Regions from separate parts of the Cyprinus carpio genome. Here region 1 is linked to region 2. Evidence: chromatin contacts called from public Hi-C data. All regions are on one chromosome and are shown on one strand. The core of a region is the stretch at or near the end of the contact, and the rest is flanking DNA. Distances in the headings are between cores, read along the strand shown. Region 1 holds the start of ca8h9orf116 (UPF0691 protein C9orf116 homolog). Region 2 holds the start of LOC109069638 (protein unc-45 homolog B-like).

What was found. A called contact is a pair of places that touch in the nucleus more often than the background predicts.
Region 1: a Hi-C map of red blood cells shows a contact between it and region 2, with 3 times the contacts expected there. The contact joins the promoter of ca8h9orf116 here to the promoter of LOC109069638 in region 2. A contact is called at or near these places in 2 of 8 Hi-C or Micro-C datasets (red blood cells and skeletal muscle).

Annotation. Positions count from the first base shown.
Region 1 is chrA8:6,153,289-6,159,583 of ASM1834038v1, reverse strand. It overlaps ca8h9orf116 (UPF0691 protein C9orf116 homolog), which reads left to right and starts at 1,427. Exons shown (of 3, transcript XM_019108907.2): 1 at 1,427-1,716; 2 at 2,555-2,633; 3 at 2,711-3,030. The coding sequence starts at 1,505. The coding sequence ends at 2,893. It overlaps LOC109094839 (tight junction protein ZO-2-like), which reads right to left. Exons shown (of 23, transcript XM_042761785.1): 21 at 5,766-6,113; 22 at 4,893-4,978; 23 at 3,200-4,360. The coding sequence ends at 4,189.
Region 2 is chrA8:6,012,735-6,018,575 of ASM1834038v1, reverse strand. LOC109069638 (protein unc-45 homolog B-like) reads left to right here and starts at 2,433. Exons shown (of 20, transcript XM_042761779.1): 1 at 2,433-2,550; 2 at 3,430-3,600; 3 at 3,683-3,719; 4 at 3,879-4,054; 5 at 4,140-4,229; 6 at 4,351-4,518; 7 at 5,518-5,683; 8 at 5,819-5,841. The coding sequence starts at 2,545.

The sequences.
Region 1 (6,295 bases), core at 178-2,677, 140 kb before region 2:
CCCTTTTTAACTGCTTCACAGTCCATTATTACTTTTGGTACGCGCTAGGCCAGACTCAAACTCGTACCGTGAGTAATAATGCACTGTGGCAGTTTGTTTATCAGCGAGGAGAAACTCAAAACAGGTGGGAAGCAAATGCATGAAGAGGAAACATTTCAATGTTTCACTTGCATAAATGCACACTTCCCACTTCCATAAAAAGCCAACCATGCCAACACCTACTTCCCTGTGTTGTGGCACTTGAGACTTGATGACAGGCCTCTGAAATCTGTATTGTTTTCATTTTAGGTTTGAAATTAATTAAACTGCATACAATCCAAGGAGTGGAAATTCTGGATGATAACTCAAAATGTTTGTAAAGGGTATGCAGCATGACATTTCATATGCAGCATTTAAAACAGTCAAGCAGCTGGAAAATCTAAACATCAGTTCCAGCTGAAATCAAGAGGCCCTAAATCTGGGTTTTACTATTATTTTCTATGTAGAAGAAAACTATGTGATGTAATGTAAATGTAAGAAGTGTGTTACAGGTTCATGTAGAAGTGGTTGCATGATGTCTAAATAAATGAATCTAAGAATAATTTATTTTGTAAAGAAGTAATAATGGTTGAATCAGATGTTCTTTTGTTGTCCGTATAGGTCTGTGGATGTCTGACCTGAATGTGCTAATTTTAGTATGCATTTGTATCTATTTGCTTTTGTAATAAAACAAATTTCATCACAGTGCAATAATTGTACAAAAAATACTTTAGATAAACAGAACAAATGGGTTTAAAAAAATTTTTTTGTTTTGTTTTTTATTGCTTAAGAGTGCTGAACTTTCTTCCTGCATCTTATACTTCATGAAATCCAGAATGGTAGCAAAGCTGAAAGGTTTGTTTGAGCTGCGCCCTTAACTGTACAGAAGCAAGCCCAGCCCAGACAAGATATTGTAGGTTTTTTTTCTATGTAACTTTCCTCAGCATTGGTGCAATATGCAGCTGATGCAGATAGATCAAGAAAATGGTAATGTGTAAATCATGTTTAAATGTTTTTTTTTTTTTTTTTTTTACTAAATAAAAATTATGTACAATTTGTTTACATTTGAATACTTGTTTCTCTTTACTTTACTAATAGTCGTTAACCAAAAGAACATTTAAACGCTAGGCTACTTTAGATTAAAAACCTTTAATAGGCTTACTGAGTAAATTCAGATTAAACACACAAACCAACACATTCTTACCTGGGAAAGTTTATCCAGTTTGGTCAGGAATTTAAATGTAGGCGTTGTTATTTTTTATTGAGTGGCGGACTCATCAACTTGTATGGAGCAGTCGAATGTGGCATCTTGTAAAGCGTAGTCAGTTTAGTTATTAATGCACAATCAATGCACATTAGGTGTTGCCAACTAATATAGTGGAACTGCTGCCTGTCCCGATTAAACCCATTCAAAACTATTGAGAGCTCCATTAACCACGTGACCGCGTGGCGGCGAGATCAAAGCTCAACACGTTACTTAGTTACAATGTTGATAGCAACCACGCGTACGGGATGCATAAAGACTCACTGGGGGCTTGAAGCAAACGGAAAAATGGACGATCATTCCGCAGATGAAGGAACAAGAACGGAGCCTGAACCGTTGTTTAATACAACTGAAATAAAGACAAGCGATGTGTACAAGGTGGATATAAATTTACCAGCTCGCTTCAATAATCCGGAGTGTTTCAGAGGATACAGGTGAGAACAAACATTCAGCCGCAGTGCATCATGTGGGACCTAAATTTATTTATTCGTTTATTCATTATATATATATATATATATATATATATATATATTAATAGACTATTCTTTCATAATTATTTGATGAATAAAAAGTTAGAAACAACAGCATTTATTCAAAATAGAAATATTTTGTTACATTATACACTAACGTTACCGTTCAAAAGTTTGGGTCAGTATTTTTTTATTTATTATTTATTTTTTTTAAAGAAACTAATACTTTTATTAAGAAGGGATGTTAAATTGGTAAAAATTAAAATAAAAAATAAGTGATAATAAAGACTTCTATTGTTAGAAAATATTTATATTTTAAATAAATGCTGTTCTTTTTAACTTTATTCATCAAATAATCCCGAAAAAAGTATCAAAGGTTCCAAAAATATATTAAGTAGCACAACAGTTTCCAACATTGATAATAAATCAGCATATTAGAATGATTTCTGAAGGATCATGTGACACTGAAGACTGGAGTAATGATGATAAAAAAGAGCTTTTCATCACAGAAATAAATTATATTTTAAAGTATATTACAATAGAAAACATAAAAATAAACCTTTACATTATTACTTTTTACTGTAACATTCATCAAATAAATTCAACAAACAATTCTACAAGAGACTTCTTTACATCACATTAAAAATCTTACTGATCCCAAACTTTTGAGCAGCAGTGTGTGTGTGTGTGTTTGTATATATATATATATATATATATATATATATATATATATATATATGTTGTTGATCCCATTTTCATGTAATAGAATACTAAGAATAATAAGCCTCAATATGCTTTCCAGGCAAAAAATGATCAACCCTTTATACCAAACAACAAATCAAACATATGGAAGCAAGAAACCAACAGTTCATGAAATGCCGGTGAGTATGCAGCACACGTTGACCTATCGTTAAGATTATTCAGACAATAGTATTTACACATACTGTTTATTTTTCAGATAACCTTTAACGGAAGTCGTCGGAAGTTTTCTGAGCATCTTCTGAGAAGCGGCATGTACAAGGATAACGGCTTCAACACGGCGCTGGACAAGAGCCGACTCACTGGACCCGATGCAACGACCACGTTTCACGACAGAATCAATTTCCATTACTTATACCACACAGATGGGAAATCTCAGTAAAAACAATCTCCATTTTGTTTGTACAGTAAAGTAATAAACAAGTCAGGCTAAATTGTGATGTAGTAATGCTTTGATCACTTTCTGTTATTGGGGTGTTTTCAAGGACAGTTACTTACCCTCATGTTGTTCCAAACCTATATGACTTTCTTCTGTGAAACATAAAATATATTTTGTGTTTTATGTCAGTGGGTTCAAATGTTGTTTGGTTCCCAACGTTCTCCAAAATATCTTGTTTGGAACGATGCGTGATGATGGATTCCAAGACACTTCCTGTTGAATTAATAAGAAGCACAACTACGTCAAGAATGTCAATATAGGTTCTTTTATTTGGTGTAGTAGAGTGAAATTCCACAGTAGACCTGAACGTAAATGTCCAGGGAATATTCTCTCAGCGTGTGACCCTCACACACAGTGGAAGCCATCAAAATATAATCCACGAGTTTTAGAAGCACTTTGAATCAGTGTGTGGAGGTAAAAGCGGACCAACGTACAATCAAGCGTGTTAAGAACATAATGCGGTTGGGCTGACATAAGATAAACCGTGACAACAGCAATTTCAATCTCGAGAACCAACCAGCATCAACCTGAATCATGAAGCGTCCCTTTGGAAACTCGTCAGTCGTTGCTGTCGCTACACTGAGGACATGGGCGGATGGTATTAAGGGTTTTGGTGTTGACTTTTCCCTGTTTTTCCTTGGAGCTGTAAGCAGCAAAAAATATTGTCCAGAGGGCTGGATTGTCAAGTCCACAGACCTCCAATGTTATTCGTAAAGTAAAAGGCACTTCAAAATGTTGTAACAAAATCCAGTGTATTGTCTCACATCATATACACACATGATCAGAAATGAAGGAATGTAAAGACAGTATAAACCTTAAAGAGAGTGATGATTTAAAACAGTTTTGCTTTATCAGGTTTATAAAAAGAAAGTAACAAAAAGCGGGTCTGTAGCACACGACACGTTTAAGGTTTTCATGGAGCGAAGAGAGAGAGAAACTCGTGGCGGGACGTTTCTGTTGCGTGGCAGAAACTTAAAAAATTGCATAGGCAAGAAAACATGGTTCTCGGATCACATGGAGGGAAACAAAACTAATGCAAATAGATTGATATATATATATAAAAACAATAAGATTCTGTCCTCATGGACAGAAAGTGTAACTTCTTTGAAGTGAAAAAGACAAATATAAGCGTGGGAAACTTAAAAGCAAACAGGACTTCCAAGTCAGCAGCAGTTTTGGTGCAGGGCGGCGCCCCGGTGGAATGGTGAAGCTGTGCGGTGAGCCGAAGCAGAGGAACTCTACAGCTCAGTGTCCTGATACTTTTGTGTGGTGGTGTAATAGCCGCGCTTGGTCTGCTCTGCCAGCTGATGTTGAAATCCCTCTCCGGGCTCCTCGCCAAGGCCGAGCGGGCGGCTCTCTGTGTACGGCAGCTTGCAAGGAGGCGTCTGGGGCTCTGGTCGCGCACTGGAGCTGCACACAAAGCAAATGCAGCAACATAAGTGAATGATTGACTGCACTTTTTGACACTTAAAGGGACAGGAAGCAAAATTGAAAATTCTGTCATTTACTCGCCCACTCAGTTGTTGGTAGCTATTGACTTCCAGATTTTTTTGCATACTATATAAGTCAATGGCTACCAGCAACAGTTTGGTTAGCACTGTTTTTCAGAATATCTTGTTTTGTGTTCAGCAGAGAAAATAAACTGATACAGGTTTGGAACACCTTGAGGGTGAGTTAATAGTGACACAATTTTAATTTCTGGGTAACAACCTTTAAGGTACGGTCACATTTATTCAGCAAATTTTTGTAGGTGAAATCTAGTTGGTTTAATAGGAATCCATGTAATTGGGAATTTGTTTTCACAACAATTTTGAGTTGGTCATGCCAATTTGCCACGTTAACCAACAAAAAAGCTGTGTGGTTTGAAAGTAACTTCTGTGCAAGCAGTGCTTGATACATTGCTACACCACTGACGATAAACAATACTGCTCCAGACTCTTACCCAATAGGTTGAGGCCTGCTGTGGTCCAGTTTCTGAGACTTCATAGGGACGGCATAGATGTCTGGATGTTTCTGAGCAATCTCCAACTGAAAATAAACAAATTCAACACATCAGAATATTATATGAATATTTTGGCAGAAAATGAGTAAGAACAACAATTTGCTGCATGAAATTATTATTATTATTTGAGAACATTTTCAAGAGTGCATTTTATTGGACAACATTTTAATATGCAAAATACATCATCAATATTTTTGATGTTTTTTCCATAAGAGAAAGGGTGTAAATTTTAATATATAATTTTGTTTAATATAGAATTTTTATTGTTTCTCTCTAACGATATATTAATTTTAAGTTGTGTTTGTCAAGCTACCTAGCATACAGATTATTGCTTAGCTAATACACATCGATAAGGCACAAAAACTGAACTTTTCACAAAAAATTCCATACAATTTCATAAAATTCCATTCAATTTATTTGTATAGCACTCAATATACTGTTTTATAATGCACAGTATGTATAAAAAAAATAAAAATTAAAACAAAAAAAAGAATTGCTCCAAAGCATCTTTACAGACAAGACAAAAATCCAAGAGATACAGGAACAATGGAAAAAAAATATATAATTAATAATAAAAATGTTAAATTAAACAATGATTGAAAAATTAAACAATCTATTGGCTCTTTCACACAGATTGAAAAAAAAAAAAAAAAAAAAGTGATGCTCTTTTTATTTAGGTCAAATTTTTTTTGACCAATTAAAATGACATGTAGGGTAGGTTTCTGGAATGAATAGTCCCAACAGATGCCAAGTTACTGGCTGACGTGTACAAGAGACATACTGTATAGAAGCCTAAAGATGGAGAACACTCACCCTGGCGTTCTGAGCCTGTTGGATGTCCAGGACTTTCTGTGTCCGGGCCAAATGATCCATCTGCTCAAAGGCCTTCACTTTGCCCAGGAAAGACCTCTTAGAGGGATCGCCAGGACTGTCCTCCAGGGGTTTACTGTCGCGTACCGGGGGGCTGCTTAAGAGGCCCCTGGAGGTGCGGGACACGTAGGTAGGTTTAAGAGGAGTGGGGGGAGGTGGGGGCTTGGTTTTTGCGGGAGAGTCCTGGCTGCGCGGGTGCTCGCTGCTCGCGGGGCTGCTTGAACGAGAGTCGTAGTTTCGAGAGAGGTCGTACTGCCCCCGCGACACCTCCGATTGAGACTGCAGTTTTACCTGAAAGACAATTGAATATGTGTGTTGGAGAACAGCAGTACTGAACCGTATCACAGGGTCGGTTCCCACTACATTTAACCATGGGTTAACCTCTTCCTAAACCACAGCTGAAGGCCAGTTTTAGCACTGGATAAAGTCGTCACCACAGCATTTTTCACACTGAACTCCAAACACAAAACCTA
Region 2 (5,841 bases), core at 1,184-3,683:
TCTTGAGATGGACTAAAAATTAACTTCCAAAACTTACTGCCAGATTCTGGAAGATAAATTCTTCAAACAGTGGTACAAGAGGATGTGGTGCTGGTCCTTCCAGAGTCACTCTCAACTTATCTGGTCTATATATATATATATATATATCAGTCTTCAAGTATTTTACTACACTTCAGTGTGTGATTCTTATTAAGTAGGGGTCATTTTTAGGATTCTATACTTAACCTAAGTCTCTGAGAACCTGACACCGATACTCCAGGTAGGTTGCAGTTCTGGAAAATGGTGGCGCTGGAGACTAAATGGTTCCTTGTGATTTCTAATCCTTTACCTTAATTCTTTTGCAGTAAACATGCATCTTTTCTTCTACACATGTTTTTGACTGACCCTGCTGAACCACTGAGCATTTTGCTGTCCAGTGGTTATACATTAACTTTGCTATTTCTAGTATTGCATTAGTTTGGAATATTTGTAATGGGCATTTAATAATTTTTGACTTTCAGTCTGAGTTAAATATCTTTTTTGGCTCATTTTATCTGTAAATGAAAATCTGCTTAATATCTGCTTAATATTTATGCACACCTGAACATTTTTCACTTCCAGCCTTCATGAATAATTATATATCAATTATAAATGATTAAATACTAGATTAATAGTAGTTATTAAGATTGATGTAGTTTGGAATTGGTAAAATGTGCTTGAAAAAAACAAAAAACAATATCAACTTGGATAATAATTATGCATGCACTGTATTTTTCCTCTTCTGTTGTCATTGTAATGCAAGGAATGTTGGTATTGGTTGTCAAGGCAGCAAAAATTGATTTTCGTGCGCTCAAAATACTTTCTTCTTTGCGAGACTTTCTTCTTTGCGAGACTCCGTTCGCACGTATGCAAAACGCACTTTTGCGCGCTCAAAATATGATAGTTTGCCCACAGAATTATAGCAGAGATCTAATCCCATAGTATTTGGCCATTTTGAGATTATTGCGACGTGCATTGTTTGTGAATAAATGTATTATGTACAGATGATCCCATTATGTTATCTACAGTATGAACTAATATTCAAATGTTTGGGGTCAGTAAGATTTTATATATGTTTGAAAGAAGTCTCTTGCACTCACAAAGGCTGCAATCATTTGATCAAAAAAACAGTTAAAGCAGTAATATTGTAAAATATTACAAGTTAAAATAACAGTGACAGTTTCTATTTGAATGTATTTTTAAATGTAATTAATTACGGTGATGGCAAAGCTGAATTTTCATCCTCATTACTCCAGTCTTCAGAGTCACATGATCCTTCAGAAATCAATCTAATACGTTGATTTAGTACTTTAAGAAACATTAGAAAAATAGAAATCTTTTGTATATATTATAAATGTCTTAAATGCAACTTTTGATCCATTCAATGTAATTTTTTTAAGGAAAAATATTAATTAAAAAAATAAACCTGTTACTGACCCCTAACAGTCTATATATTGATGTTATATTGCCAACTTGCTTAGATATTAGTATCAATATTGCCAGTGAAAATATCTCATCATTCATTTCCTTTTATACAGTATACATAAAATTTAGTGTTGAAACAGTTTTCACAAAGAAATTGCTTTTAATTTTCACAAAGAAATGGCAAGTAACAGATTAAATATGAATTAAACATGACATTTTTAAGTGGAAAGACTAAAATAGTATTTATTTGTAAATGAATAATCTTCAATTACAACACGGAAAAATATTTTTCAATAACAGGGTGACAACAGGGCATGCATATTGATTTTATATCAATAACTGAATAGATTAGGCAAAAAGTCTGTGGGTTTGTGTTTTTACCTTATTTTTGTCCAAAAACAAAAGCAATTTTATTTTAACATGATATTAATACTAACAGTTTTAATCATATTTAATTTATAATTGTGCATGATATATAATGTAGTGATAATAAGTAGTAGCAGTAGTGTTGTGACTCACCAGCACCTCCCAGAAGTTTGCAGGATGTTTTGTTACATTGTAACACCTTCCCCCAGTTCTTTACTACCATCTTCGAGAGTTCTTCCATTCTAGAAAGTACCAGTCAGACCTGCACCGCCCCAGCTGTTGGGACACACACCTCCTCCCCCCCTCCCATCGGTCGGCTCAGGACATTTGCTACTGATTTCTCAGCTGTCATTCTCTCTCCCTAAATAGACCATATCAGAGAGGGGCCATTTCACTGATATAAGGGGTGTCCACTTATCTGCAAACTAAAATGAATCTACCATCACAGGAATAAACAATCAGCATGACGTGGAATAACAACAAATCCTGAAAGATATAATCACAGGTTGTCATTGGTAAGATGCAAAATGCATTTGTATGAACAGGTGGGGTGGATGAAGACCTTGCCACCCCTCATAATAAAATGGATCCATCCATTATTCTGGTATGCCCCCCCCCCATGTGCAAGATATATATAAGTGACTCTTGGGGGGCTGTTACGACTGATAAACCCAAACGACAAGAAACTACACACAGGACAGACTTTCCTCATACGACGAAGCAGAATCGACTTCAATGACGGTATGTAACTATGATCACATGCAACAGTGCTTGTTTTTGAATGCATAATCTATAGAGGGGAATATATATGATGTATAGATAACAGAAGTTGCCACTGACTGTGTGCAGTATTGTGGAGGTCAGACCTCTATTTGTTGCCCAAATAAGGCATGAGGGTCAGACAGTTAAAGTCAGAGATAACATGTGCTTGACCATTTGCTTGAGAACACTGAAGGATTGGCACACAAAAAGGAAATTTGAACATGTTTTGATGTGCTACGTTTGAATGTTGCAAGAATGAACAATGTGTTAGGATTAAAAGTTTGTAATTAATGCAAGACACTACAGTCAAGAACACTGTTTTGTTGTTGTTGTTGTTGTTGTTGTTTTTTCTCCATGCACTGGTCAATTTTAGATTTTTCATAAAATGTTGTTTCAGACTAGTGGAAAGAAAACATTCAAAATATGCTTTTAAGTGTTTATTTTACACACACACACACACACACACACATACACACAAACACACACACACACACACACAAAGACACACACACTTAAATAATACAATAATAATTGTAATAATATTAATAATTACATAATTTTTAAAGAGATTAATTCTGCTACTTTAGTAAAAAAAAAAAACCATGTAATTTAAGTGGTATTTGTTGCATAATTTTTATATTTTTTAAAAAATATTTAAATAATAATTCTATTAATATTAATAATTACATGTTTTTAGAAAACAAATGCTGCTGATTTAATGTTGTGTGCAAGTATATTGTCTGAAAGCTCAATTAAAAAATATGTTTAAATGTAACACTTGAATGAATTTGACTGTAAACAGAAAAGAGTTGCATGTGAACAATATGTTACCTTTTAAATGGTTACATTCTCTGTTAGATGGGAGAAATTGCAGATCCAGTCCAGTTAAAGGAAGAGGGCAACAAGCACTTCCAAGCCGGAGAAATCGACAAAGCCATTGAGTGCTACACTAAAGCCATTAAGTCCTGTAAAGACAAGACGGCGCTTGCTGTCATCTACAGGAACAGATCAGCCTGTTTCCTGAAAAAGGTAAGAATCCTTTACACATTACAAGCCTATATAAAACACATCATATTTCTGCATGAATTTAATTCAATGTCTTGTTTTCCAGGAAAATTATAACAATGCAGTATCAGATGCCAGTAAAGGTAAAATGATTCACAAATTCATTATTCTTATATATATATATGTATATATATATATATATATATATATATATATATGTTCTGGTTTCAGGTTTCATTATACCATCAACTATTACTGTTACTATTGATCCATTAAAAAATCTGTTTCTTCTGACCAATTAGCTATCGATGTGGATGCCGCAGACATCAAGGCTCTGTACAGAAGATGTCAAGCGCTCGAGAAGCTTGGCAAACTGGACATGGCCTTCAAGGACGTCCAGAGATGTGCAACCATAGAGCCTAAAAACAAGACGTTCCTCGAGACCCTCAGAAGACTCGGAGCTGAGATCCAACAGAAGGTGATGATCATTTCTGTAAAAATGCTTTTAAGTTCACATAATGTACATCTGAGTTTCTAAAGAGCATATCTGATTCTCTCTACAGCTGAAAACAACCTTCTCAACAGACTCCAGAGTACAGAATATGTTTGACATCCTATTTTCAGATGAATCAGATAAGGAAAAGCAAGAAAAGGTTTGAACAATTTCATCTCCTGTTCCCTTTTAGCTTTCAAGAGTAAAGCAAAAGCTAAATTAGTGTTAAACGCAGTCACATGATTCTCAGTAAATCTGAACTTGTTTGTTGGGTCCACTAGGCTGCCAACAACCTGATTGTCCTGGCCAGAGAGGACGCGGGTGCAGAGAGAATATTCCAGAACAACGGTATGCCTTTACTCGTGCAGCTCATTGACACAGGAAAACCTGAGATGATTCTGGCTGCCATACGAACCCTGTCAGGAATGTGCACAGGCCACAGAGCACGGGTGAGGAACAGCAAAATAATCATTTTCTAATCTTTTTTTCTCTAAAAATATTTAAACATCCTCACAAAATTGCACCAATTAAGATAACTACGATTGTAAATAAATATGCATACAGTATAAATTAATATGAGACTTGTTTTTTAGAGAATTTATGTTAAATTAATTAGTATTATTTTTGGTTTTATTTTATATTAAAATAAGATTTCCCCTATTTTTAAGCATAAATTAAAAATGTATGTGGGGGGGGGGACTTTATTTTATTTTTTTATGAATATGCTTATTTTTGTGGGTAAGAAAATATCCCTAAATCAGCACACTCTCTGCATTTATTATTTGGAGCAAAAAACAATATATAATATGATATAATGTAATATATTTCATGCACATATTAAGATATTAAGATGCTGTATTATATATTATATATTTATTATTTTAAATGATTGATTTTTATTTTCCTGAAAAACAAGACAAAAATATTGATTAAAATATTTTTGCTAATTTATGCAATAAAGCATTGAATAAAAGAATATGGATAAATAATAAGGAATACAATTAAGGCCACAAAACAAAACTTCTGTCTCAAAATGAAGACAAAAATCCTTTAATTAACAAATCTGAATTTGTTAATTATTAAGAATAAACATTTATAATATAATATAATATAATATCAAATATTAAGATTTTGTATTTTATATATATATATATATATATATATATATATATATATATATATATATATATATATATATATATATATATATATATATATATATATATATATATATATAACAAACAACACAAATACTGACTAGAATGTTTTGCAAGTTTATGCAATATCTAATGCAATAAAAGTGATATGCTAATAAGGAATAAAGGCCACAAAACACCCATTTTAATTCCACAGGTCTTAAATAAACATTAGTCTTCTTAGTGCACATCTGTATTTGCAAACCATTTGTTTAAAAATGTTTGTGTTAATAACATCTTTGGGTTTTAAAGGCAACTGCCATCATCCACACAGTGGGAATAAGCAAACTGTGCAGCGTCATGGCTGTAGACAATGAGGAGATCGTTCTGGCCACTGCAAACCTGTTGCAGTGTGTCTATGACTCCCTGTCTGGAGGAGACAAGAGAAATTATGGAAAAGAAGAGGCCCTTGTACTCGGTAAGAGAAGACATCTGAGCAAATGTGAATTCAGAGTAACATTACTGAAGATTGTAATAATTTGACCTGATTTGCAATTGAGTTAAAACTGCAAACTCATTTCCTGCTTTCTTGCTCTTGTCTGATGACTGGCAGATTCCAGTAAGGACTTGAAGGAT